Regions from separate parts of the Mus musculus genome. Here region 2 is linked to region 1. A link is a contact called in public HiChIP or PLAC-seq data. All regions are on one chromosome and are shown on one strand. Each heading gives the region's core, a stretch centred on a gene start, on an enhancer-like site or on the middle of the called end of the contact. The rest is flanking DNA. Distances are from core to core; before and after follow the strand shown.

Region 1 (5,601 bases), core at 813-3,312:
TGCCTGCCACACGTTTTCCTCTGACCTTCACAGTGATGGCCTGTTCGTGCACACACGTACAGAATAAAATATAAATTTTTTTTAAAAAGGAAACAAAGACAGCCCTTCCTGCCAACTCCCCAGCCACAGACAATGATGGTTCAGAAATGCCTCCATAGCTGAGAATGAAACACAGTACCTCGGGGAGGCAGGAAAAGGAGGGGCTGGCAGGGGTGACTTTCCATTCCGCTCGGCCCAGCGTACCTCAACATTCGCATACTGAGGCCTACTCCAGGTGCTGTGCCATTGAGTGCTTATCCCACCTTGAAGATGGGGGGGTTGAAGACCCCACAAGCTGGCTTCCTCCCTAATCTTAGTGAACTGTTTCTATTGCACATGGCCTTCTATAGCAACTAAAGCACATGGATAGAACTGTAATTGCTTTTGCAATAGTAGGACTTAAGCACAAATCCAAGACAGTGCTTGCCCGAGATGGGCAGTCTGCTTCCAACCATGTGCCGGGAGGTAATGAGGCCAACCACACAATAAAGATGGTGCTTGGTGTATTACCAACCTTACGGAAGTTTACCTTGAAGCTGGGAGGTGTAATGCAGTGGTGGTGGGTAGCTTACCTGAAAGAAGGCCCTGGATTTGGTCCCAAGGCACTATGGATGGGGGAGGGGAGATCCCGCGTCTGGAAAGGTATATACCTGAGGTTTCCAAGGTCTGGCACAAGCCTCAGCGGGCCTGGTGGACAGAGGAAGGTCGGTGAGTGTCACCAGCCCAAAGCCCACAACATCCACAAGTCCGGAAGCACTCTACTGAGGCCTTAATTCATTTTAATTCATATGCTTCCGAGTGCAAAGCAGAAATCACAGGGAATCACAGGCAGAGGCATGGAGATCACAGGACTGCCGCTGCCACAGGTGAGACTGGAGCAAGAAACTCTTCCCCTCCGTGCAGTCCAACCTTGGGAACGCAGTAAGTAGGTCTCCGCTTTGATTGCAACCTCTAGCCTGGACGGATTCCACAGGTATCCCTAAGCAATCCCTGAAGCACGGACGATTAACCGCTAGGAAGTGGAGGCAGAGGGTCATTTTATAATTAAGGACTCAGTGTATGGACTAGGTAGTGGGGCCACCTCACCCCGGAAGAAGGCTAAGAATGGAAAGTGAGCCCCTAGGGCAGCCGGCAAGGTGAGGAACCGCCCCCCGCTGGCTCCTCCCCGGCCAGGTGTGCTCAGCCAGCCCCTCCCAGCAGCCGGCAACGCTGCAGCACAAGAGGCTCCGCTCCGGAGGACCCCGGGGACAACGCCCATCTAGCATCCCCACTTGCCGGTACCCAGAGCGCCATCCCAACCTGGGAGTGCGAGGTTCCAAGTCAGAACGGATCCACAACCACTACTACATTGACAAAACAACTTCTGCCTCTACATCCCAGCCTTTCCTCCCCGAGGAGGCTCTGGGTAAGAACTGGGCTAGGTAAGGACTTTGGGTCCCGGGGACAGCCACCGCTCGGGCCCCACTCCGCTCCCAAGTGTTCTCAACTCTACACTCCAGAAAAGTTGCTGCAGGTCTCCTTCCCTCAACTCTTCAGAGTGGCGGAGTGCAGCGGGGACTTCGCTTCCTCTGTCCCCGTGCCCAGTCCCGTGTCCCCGTCCCGCTAAGCGCCACGCGCCCCGTTCTCCCCAACCCCGGCAAACATCCAGGCGCCACCAGGGGACCTGTCGTCCCGGAACCCACACAGCCCCAACCACCAGGTCCCAGCCCACGAGGGGCGCGTGGCGCTCACCTGTCGTGAGGCTGGCTGTAGCGCGGCGCCGCGATCGCGCCGCGGGTCCTGGCCGGCGGGCGGCGCGGAGTGTCGGGTTCGCGAATCTCCGGCGCCGATCGCTGCGCTACGTTTACTTGGGCCGCTTAACCCCGGCGCTGCCGGACTGGAGCGCCCGTGCGCTCGCCCGCGCGCCAGTGGGCCACCCGGGCTAGTCCGCGGCGCTCAGGCGAGAGCGTCCACGCGGGCTGCGGCTGCGAGACGAGGGGCGGCGACGAGGACGCTACGGGCCGGGCGCGCACGGGAGTGGGTGGGGAGGGGGCGGCGCCGCTGCCCTTGTAGCCCGGGCCCGGCCCTGGCCCCGCCCCCGCCCGGGGGGCGCCCCCGCCGCAGCCACTCACCGGCCGGCCGGGCCTAGGGGACGGGCGAGGGAGATTTGAAATCCCTCCCGAGCTTCCTCGCCCTGCCTCCTCGGGAGCCTCCCCTGGGCCCCCTATGCCTTGCGGGTCACCCTCCTAGATGACCAGAGCCCACGGATAGCTCCCAGCCCTCTCCACCTGAGACACCCCCTTTCCTGTCCCCCAATCCAGATCAGATGCACACACGCACATACAAGCACATTCACAGGTCTGGATGAGCGGCCCAGAGAGGGAAGAGCTCCTGCTGGAGTCACACAGCAACCCTGCATTGGCTTTTCGACCATCCCTCCGCTGCAAAGCTGTCCAGGGCGCTGTAGTGGCCCTATGGGTCACCCGCTGGGGACCCCCGTTCTGCTTCCTGCTTTCACCTAGCTTGGCCTTTGTCAGCCATCTTGAGGGGAGAGGAGGCCTTGGAGGAAGAAAAAGCATACATGTTCCCCCAACTACCTGGGTTCCTCGTGCCAGCTGGGGAGGAGCCCTACCCTGCAGCTTAGGGCTGCCTCGGCCAAAAGGCCCACGCTGAACCACTGGAGAAACACAAATACTTATGATAGGCACCTGGCGTTCATGTTTATTTGTTTTCCTGCTTGTCTGTCTCCATACATTAGATGGTGATCACTAAAGTAGACACTAAATAAATATATGTTAAAGGGATAAACAAATCGAATGATTGCAAAGGCTCGGCTCGATACAAGGCCTAGCACGTGCAGGCTCAGCTTTCACGGATCTTTTATTTTGTTGGCTCCCTGACTTCACTCCAACCTCTTCTGCTTTGCTGCTCCTCCTACACACCAAGCATTGTCCTTCTAAGGAAAGCTTTGGCCTCTTTCCTCCTTTCAGACTTTGTTTCCCCAGATCTGTCACAAGAAGAGGCTTTCTTATCACCAAACAGAACAGTCTTCAAATCCTATAACACTGAAACCCATCTGAGATTGTTTTGTATAGTCTTGTCTGCATCTCCTAGCGGGGCAGAGGTGGCTTCCATCTTCCATCTAGATGGAAACTGGAAGCCACATCTCTCTAGGAGCACAGGTCCACAGGGAGGCTAGCATCAAAAGGAATTAACTCAATACAAGTTGGTTGAATGAATGAATGAATGAATCTCCACAGGTCTCTTGCCTCTGGGGTTCTAACTCCTGTTAAACACAGCTTTCCTCCTGCCCTTCTTCCTGGTTAGTGAGTAAATGGGCAAATGGCGACTATTTGGGGAACTTCAAGTCTTAACACTTCCTGGGCCCTTTTCTACTTAAAAAAGAGTAGACTGGTCAAAAGACAAAAGGAGAGAAAGCCCAGCCCGGCCTGGACCTGGCCCCCTAGGGAAGAGGAACCGCAGGAATGTCTTGACTGCCAGGGCTCTGAAGTGTGTCCGGAAGTTGGTGCAAAAGAGGATGCCTTAAAAGAGTCTGGATGAGCAGGTGGTCTTGGTCTGTCGCTTGGGAATGACTCTAACTGTCAAGAGAATCAAAGCATGGTGGATCCTACCTAGAATCCCAGCACTTGGGAGTTTAAGGAATTTAAGGCCAACCTCAGTGACAGAGCAAGTTCCACACCAGACTGGACTGTGGCTGTGTGAGACACTGTCTAAAATCCCCCTTCTCCACACCCAGAAGGAAAAGTTAAGGAAAATGGGAGTAAGAAAACTACAGACAGAACTGGACAGATGGCTCAGTGGTTAAGAGCACTGGCATATCTTCCAGAGGAACGGGGGTCAATTTCCAGCACCCACATGGCAGCTCACAACTATAGGTAACTCCAATTCCAGAGCCCAGACACCCTCTTCTGACTTCCACAAGAAGCTAAATACCCATACATACAAAATAATAAACTTATTTTTAAAAAGAAAGAAAGAGAACTACCTCCAGGGAGGTATGGTGATGCATACCTTTAAATTCCAGCACTTCAGAGGCAGACTGGATGATCTCTGGCCAGTCTGGTCTCCGTTACAAGTCAGGTCAGCCAGGGTCATGCAATGAGACCTTGTTGAAAGAAAGAAAATAATCTCCAGAGAGCACAAAACTTTACAGTTTGAAAAGCCATTGGCCATATTGGTCAACTCACTTGAGCCACAAGACTGCCCGTAAAAAGACAGAGCAAAGAGCATCAGCCTGAGTTTGGGAAGAGTGGAGCGAAACCTGGTTGGAAGAGGGAGGCATTTATTTTATTTTATTTATTTTGGTTTTTCGGGACAGGGTTTCTCTGTATAGCTCTGGCTGTCCTGGAACTCACTTTGTAGACCAGGCTGTCCTCGAACTCAGAAATCCACCTGCCTCTGCCTCCCAAGGCTGGGAGTAAAGGCGTGCACCACCACTGCCTGGCTTTAAGATTTGTTTCTATCTTATATGCACAAGTGTTTTGCCTGTCTGTCTGTCTGTCTGTGTACTGCACGTGCGCTTGGTTTCTGTGGAGGTCAGATGGAGGTGTTGGATTCCCTGGAACTGGAGTTCCAAATGCTGTGGGTGCTTGGAGTCTAACCTGGATCCTCGGGAAGATTTAATGCTCCTAACTGCTGAGCCATCTCTTCAGCCCTTGTTTGCTTTTCTTTGGAGTCACAGTTTCTAGTAAAACAGAATGGCCTTGCCCTGTGGGAGAACTTGAGTTTCTAATCTTGTCTACTTCTACCTCCCAAGTGCCAGAATTATATACTACCAGGCCTAGTTTTGCTTTGTTTTGTTTTTTAAGATTTTATTTATTATTATATGTTAGTACACTGTAGTTGTCTTTAGACACACCAGAAGAGGGCATCAGATCACACTACGGATGGTTGTGAGCCACCATGTGATTGCTGGGATTTGAACTCAGGACCTTCAGAAGAACAGTCAGTGCTCTTACCTGCGGAGCCATCTCGCCAGCCCCCAGGCCTAGTTTTAATGTATGCTTTATGATAAAACTTTACTTGAGAGAATCCTTTATGAATAAGACAAGTTTTGTTTGTTTGAGTTTTGAAATAGGGTTTATGTAGCCTTGGCTGGCTTGAATCACCCAATGTAAAGCAGGCTGGCTTTGAACTCAGAGATTCACTTGCCTCGGCTTCCTAAGTACTGGTATTAAAGTGCCACACTTTATCTAGAGGGCTGGTAAGATGGCTCAGTGGGTAAAGACACTTGTCAAGTCTGAGTTCAATCACCAGAACCAACATCGTGGAAAGAAAGGGAGTCTTGAAAAATTGCCCTCATATAAATAAATGAAAAACAATTTTTTAAAGTCATAATACAAATACAAGGAATATACAAAATTTAAAAGCAGATTGCCCACTTGTTTATATTTTGCCTCATTTGCTTTTAAATCTGCCTCCTGCATATACGTGCATTTATTTTCCTGTCTGAGAGAATAAACAGGTGCTAGTATATGTCTTTCCCAAATACTTCCTGTTTGTTAAGAGCAAGGGCATCCCTTTGTATATGTTTTTTTCTTCATTCTTTGTTGAAGGAGAGGG
Region 2 (5,558 bases), core at 1,277-3,776, 920 kb before region 1:
TGGTATGAGAATGTGCCAACCTCTCTATCCTCAGTCAGTGCCAGTGTCAGGCCTGGTTATGCTGAAGGTTAGCTTTCAGCTTCTCTACTGTGCTGTAAAGAGTGGGCAGTACACTCATGGGCACAGGCAGACCGAGGTCGGGGGATCTAGTGTGGGCCACATCCTGTCACTGAATTTGCAGGCACCAGCCTTGAATGGGCCTCATTTTCCCATCTGTACAGCGAGAGGCTCACGTGCTCTCTGTGGTCCTTCCCTGTTCTGACACATTCCAGGATTTGCAATGAGTAATTTCACAAACTGTTCGTGAGTAGGGGAAGAAAAAACACTCCTGCTGCTTCCCAAACCACCAGAGTCTGCAGAATACCTTCTAGTCCCTCTGCTTTCATCCTCATGAGAACTGGAGACGGCCGAGGCGAGATCTAGGTGCCTTTTTTTATTGATTTATTTATTTTTACACAAAACTGAACTGAAAAGCATCCTTGGGAGCTGCAACTTGCTTGTTTTATAACAGGATCTCATGTTATAGGATCTTGGCTGCCTATATAGCCAAGGATGACCGAGCACTCTCCTGTCTTCCTGTATCTACCTGCTGGGGTTACAGGTGTTACCCCATACCCAGCTGTAGCAATTGTAATATTTGGCTCTACTCCACATTTTTATTGAAAAGGTATACCAATTTGTTTTCAAAGATCAACACATTATCTGGGATGGGCATAAGTGTTCCTTGTGTTCCTTTGTTTAAATGTTTATTTATTTTTTTATTCTTGCTGTATTATACATAGTCCAGGCCATCCTGGGACTTAAGCTCTTCCAGTCTTGACAAAAAGATTCTAAACTGGAGGTCAAGTAGTGGCCCAAACATGTAACCCTAGCACTCAGGAGGCGGATGCAGGAAGGTAACATTGATTCAGTTTGAGCTACTACATAGCAAGATACTATCGCTTTAAAGAAAAAGGGGGGGGGGCGGAGCAAACCAGACATTGTGGCCCCACCCATTCAACTCCAGCACTGGAGGCTGGAGCAGGCAGATTTAATGATGTTCCAGGGCAACCAGAGCCAGATGAGACCCTGTCTCTAAACACAAACTAAAAACCCACCCCTCCCAATCAAAACAAACCAAAAAAAAAACAAGAAGGGGAGAGGGCGGCCTGGCTGGGGATTGATTCTAAATTGGCCAAACCGGGGTGGTTCAAAGTTAACCCGTGCCTTGGTGTTTCTGGGCCCTGGAACATCACAGCCCCCTTATTGCGTCCTTGCTCACCTCTGCCCTCAGCCTCCAATTCTCTCATACCCAGAAAGGGCCTGAGAAGCAGCCCCTGCTAAGCCAGCTCAGAGTAATGTGGTCAGAGTTGGGGCCAAGATTAAGTAGCATGAAGCATGGAGAAAGTAACCCGGCTTGAGAGCTCCCTGTAGCTTACACTGGACCTGGGGACTTGAATATTGTCAGCTACTTACTCTCTTCTTGTGGTCATCTCCCCCACCCCCAAGGACAGGAAGTTTGTGGGTCTTGTTAAACCTTTCATGTTTCTATTCCCAGTATTGGCAAGATGCCTAGTAGAGAGGACCACAATGCTGATCAGACGGGCTGACCCCAGCAATCAGAAATGCTGATGGAGGACCTCTGGATTAAAGGCACCACCATACGCACCCTCCTCGCCCCTGCACCTCCCTATGAGAGGAGATACTTTAATGGACCAATCTCTTCACATTGCAAACATCTGCTGCTTCTGTGTTTCCTTTTTTTCCTTTTCACTAAGTCATGAGTCAAGGTCTGGACTGAGGATGGGACAGTGAACGCTCTCAGGCGTTTTTTTTTTTTTGAGATCAGGGTCTCACTGTGTAGTTCTGGATGACCTGAACTGGGAAGATCCGCCTGCCTCTGCCTCCCAAGTGCTGGGATTAAAGGCAGGCGCCATTGTGGAGTGACCAAATGAATGAACGCTAACTGGGCTCTGGCTACGAAAGAAATTTCAGTAAAAAGACACTGAGATCAAAGCCACACATCCCTTACTCATTTCCTGGCTCCCCTCTTGGGCTTGGCTTCTGGGTGACAGGATAGGGAAGAAAGCATGATGTGAACTAATGGAATAAATGGATCTTAAGACCGGAGATGTGGCTGAAGCGAGCTTTGGAGGTGAGCCTGAAGAGGCAGTCTCTGGGCTGTAAACTGAGGGGGTGGAGACCACAGGTTGAGAGTTTAGGGGGTCATGTGGAGACTGCGGGACGTGCAGAACCGAGTACGAAGTTTGTTCGCTTCGCCAGACCCGCCACCCATCGAGTGGGCGGTGAAGGGGCGGGGCCCATTGCCCACGCCTCCTGCAGGGCACGGCGAGAGGCAGAGGGGAGAAGGCGCCCGGCACCGCCCGGACAAAGCCTGCGCGCGCCCCGCCCCGGGATTGGCCACCCCGCCCCTGGTCCCACCCTCCGTCTCCTGCCCCGCACGCCGCAACCAATGCTCGCCATCGGAGCCTCCGTCGTCACAGCCGCCCCGGCCAATGGAGGAGGCGTTCGGCGGCGCGTGGCTCTTTCGCGGCAAAAAGGATTTGGCGCGTAAAAGTGGCCCGGACTTTGCAGGCAGCGGCGGCCGGGGCGGAGCGGGATCGAGCCCTCGCCGCGGCCTGCCAGTCATGGGCCCGCGCCGCCGCCGCCGCCTGCCTCCCGGGCCACGCGGGCCGTGAGCGCCATGGCCGTAGCCCCCGCGGGCGGCCAGCACGCGCCAGCGCTGGAGGCCCTGCTCGGGGCGGGCGCGTTGCGGCTGCTCGACTCCTCGCAGATCGTCATCATCTCCACCGCGCCCGATGTCGGCGCCCCGCAGCTCCCCGCCGCGCCGCCCACTGGCCCTCGCGATTCTGACGTGCTGCTCTTCGCCACGCCGCAGGCGCCCCGACCCGCGCCTAGTGCACCGCGCCCGGCTCTCGGCCGCCCGCCGGTACGGACCCTAGGCGCGGGCGGGGGAGGGGACGGGCTGCTGCGCTGGGCGGCGCGGAGCCTGGGCTGGGCCTCGGGGCTCCGCCCCGGGGCGCGCATTGACTGACTGCCTTGCCTGTCTGTTTGCTGAGCCTCGCTCCGGGCCTCGGCGTCTTCACCGGAGCGTCGGAACCATTAATGATTGTGTCTCACGTGTATCCAGCTGGTGCTTGCTTAGTGCACGCTCAGGCTTTGGCACCAAATTCCCAATTCTGGTGTGAGCTGGGTGTTGTCACGTGCCCATCTGCCAGAGGGAGGAACTGAGGCCCAGAGATGGGGAAGTGCTTCACGCAGCTGCAGATGGTGGGGCTGATATTTGAACTGATGTCTGCTGGCTTGCTGCAGAACCTATGGCTAGGGAGTGCGCACAGTTGCTTGTTGGAGGTGAGAGAGGGTGACTGTTAGAGACATCTTCGGGAGATCCTCCTTAGTAGCTCTGCCAGGTGCAGGCCTGGCCTTCCAGGCCTCTGGGGATAGGCCTCTTGATTGGGAGGCCTTCTCTGCAGGGGCGGGGTGCTGGGCCAGCTGCTGCAACCCTTCCTTTGCCTGTTCTTCCATCTGCCACCCTTCCAGCTCCTGGTTGCCATGGAACTTTATTAATCAGGCGGACAGACCTCTGAGCCTCTGGAAGACTGGGTGGGCTGGGCCCCTGAGAAGGGGCCTCCAGTTCCTGGAGAGAGAAGACGTGGGAGGGAGATCCCTGGATAAAAGTCTCTTCCTGATTCTAAGCAAGTAGCTCAAGACCACTTTAGGCAGGGGGCCTAGAAAAGGCAGCTGGGTACGAGGAGAGTGGAACTTGGATCTAAGCAGGGGCCAGCTCCGTGAGTGGGCCACTATCTTCATTGTAGGGGTGGAGTGGACAGGAGGGGCGAGGGCAAGGCCCAGTATCAGAGAAGAAGCTGTTCAACTCCTGATGGGGGTGTGGGTGGCAGCTGGTCCCTGAGGCATCTTAGAGTAGGCCCCTTACTCCCCTTGGCACAGCGCCCAGTGCTGCCTTCCTTCCGGAATCACCAAGATGCTAATAATAATAACAATAGCAACCACCATTGTTTTGAGGATGTTTTGTGTGCCAGGCTCTGTGCTAAGCACTTTACTCACTTAACCTTGTGGGCAGCCGTACACTTTGTCATCCTTTCATAGATGAGGCTGAGGCCCACAACTGATAGAACTTCTTAAGCATTCAGTGACTGAGCGGGATTTCCTGGCTGTTAAAGGCCTTTCCTCCCAGCGAGGACGGCCAGTATTTGGTGGGTCAGCCGGCTTGCCTTGCATTAACTCCAGGGGCCTGTACCTGTAGGGAGGAGCTTGGGCCCTGGGCAGGTATTCTACATGTAACCAAACATTCCATTCGCTCTAGTTGAGTTAGTGAGTCCCTTTGTGCCCTAGGTGCAGAGGTAGTTAGGGAACCCCTGCCCCCATAGTACTTAAGGACCAGCAAACATTTTCTGTGGGAGAGGTTGACACCATCCCGGAGCCAAAGGCCAGGAATGCAAATCTGGATTTTGGCCTCTACCAACTTTGCTCTGGAATTTTGGGGGGGCAGTCCTTGAAATAAGCTACAGGCTTGGCTTGCACCCAGTGAATACTTGCTGGGTCCTTCCTGTGCACCTCTGTACACCTCTTTGCAGTTCAGACATTCCTCCTTGACCTACCTCTCTACCTTGTCATGTATGTGTAGATCCTGGGGGGGGGGGGGGAGGGGAATAGCACAGACAGGAGAACTGACACAGGTTCAAGGCCAGCCAGGGCTACATAGTGAAACCTAACCTTAAAGTAAGTTGGGCTGGATAGATGGTTCAGCCATTGAAAGCAATTGCTTCTCTGTTATGACAACTTGAGTTTGGATCACAGCCCCAACACTGAGGTCACATGGCTAACTTCAGTCTCCAGGGATTTGATAGTCTTCTCCTGTCTTTGGGTACCCATGTTCACATACATTCATACAGACACAAATTTCATTTTAAAAAGAAAATAATTTTAAAAAGTAAACTAGTTAAAAATAAATTAAGCCGGGCGTGGTGGCACACGCCTTTAATCCCAGCACTTGGGAGGCAGAGGCAGATTTCTGAGTTCGAGACCAGCCTGGTCTACAAAGTGAGTTCCAGGACAGCCAGGGCTACAGAGAAACCCTGTCTTGAAAAACAAAACAAAACAAACAAACAAAAATAAATAAAATATCAACAGCCTATTTTGGTTAATTGACTTCTTGAGTTCAAAGCCAGCCCGAATTACAAAGACCCTCTTTCAAAACAGTAACAGCAAGAAACTGAGGTTCCCCATTATAGTTCTTGTTTACTGTAGAAAGTATGTGGTACCATACATTAAGTCTGTAAGAGCCAGGCTTAGAGTAGAAAGCCAGCTCTTCTGCAGGGCCCTTGTTTTAGGTGTGACACTGTTGTTTTATTACACGAATCCCTGGCTGGTCGCTGTGAGTGCTTAATGCTGTTGGGGATTGAACCCAGAATTGAATGCACGCTGAATAAGTGCCAGGCCCCAGTCTTGTTTTTAATAGTTCTAAAATTTGCTGTGAGCCATGTGTGGTGGCTCCTTTAAAAGCCCAGTACTTAAGTGAGGTCCAAGGATCAGGAGTT

Evidence for each region. HiChIP or PLAC-seq counts read pairs in DNA pulled down with a chosen protein or histone mark.
Region 2: a contact with region 1 is called in an HNF4G HiChIP or PLAC-seq map of pancreatic cancer cells. The contact joins the promoter of E2f1 here to the promoter of Dnmt3b in region 1. A contact is called at or near these places in 4 of 39 promoter capture datasets (hippocampal neurons, liver, pre-B cells and 1 more), 3 of 115 datasets of contacts at active chromatin or transcription factors (embryonic hindbrain, embryonic stem cells and pancreatic cancer cells) and 1 of 9 other capture datasets (macrophages).

What each region holds. Positions count from the first base shown.
Region 1 is chr2:153,645,910-153,651,510 of GRCm38.p6, reverse strand. Dnmt3b (DNA methyltransferase 3B) reads right to left here and starts at 2,062. Exons shown (of 23, transcript NM_001271744.1): 1 at 1,771-2,062.
Region 2 is chr2:154,566,860-154,572,417 of GRCm38.p6, reverse strand. E2f1 (E2F transcription factor 1) reads left to right here and starts at 2,526. Exons shown (of 7, transcript NM_007891.5): 1 at 2,526-2,929. The coding sequence starts at 2,684.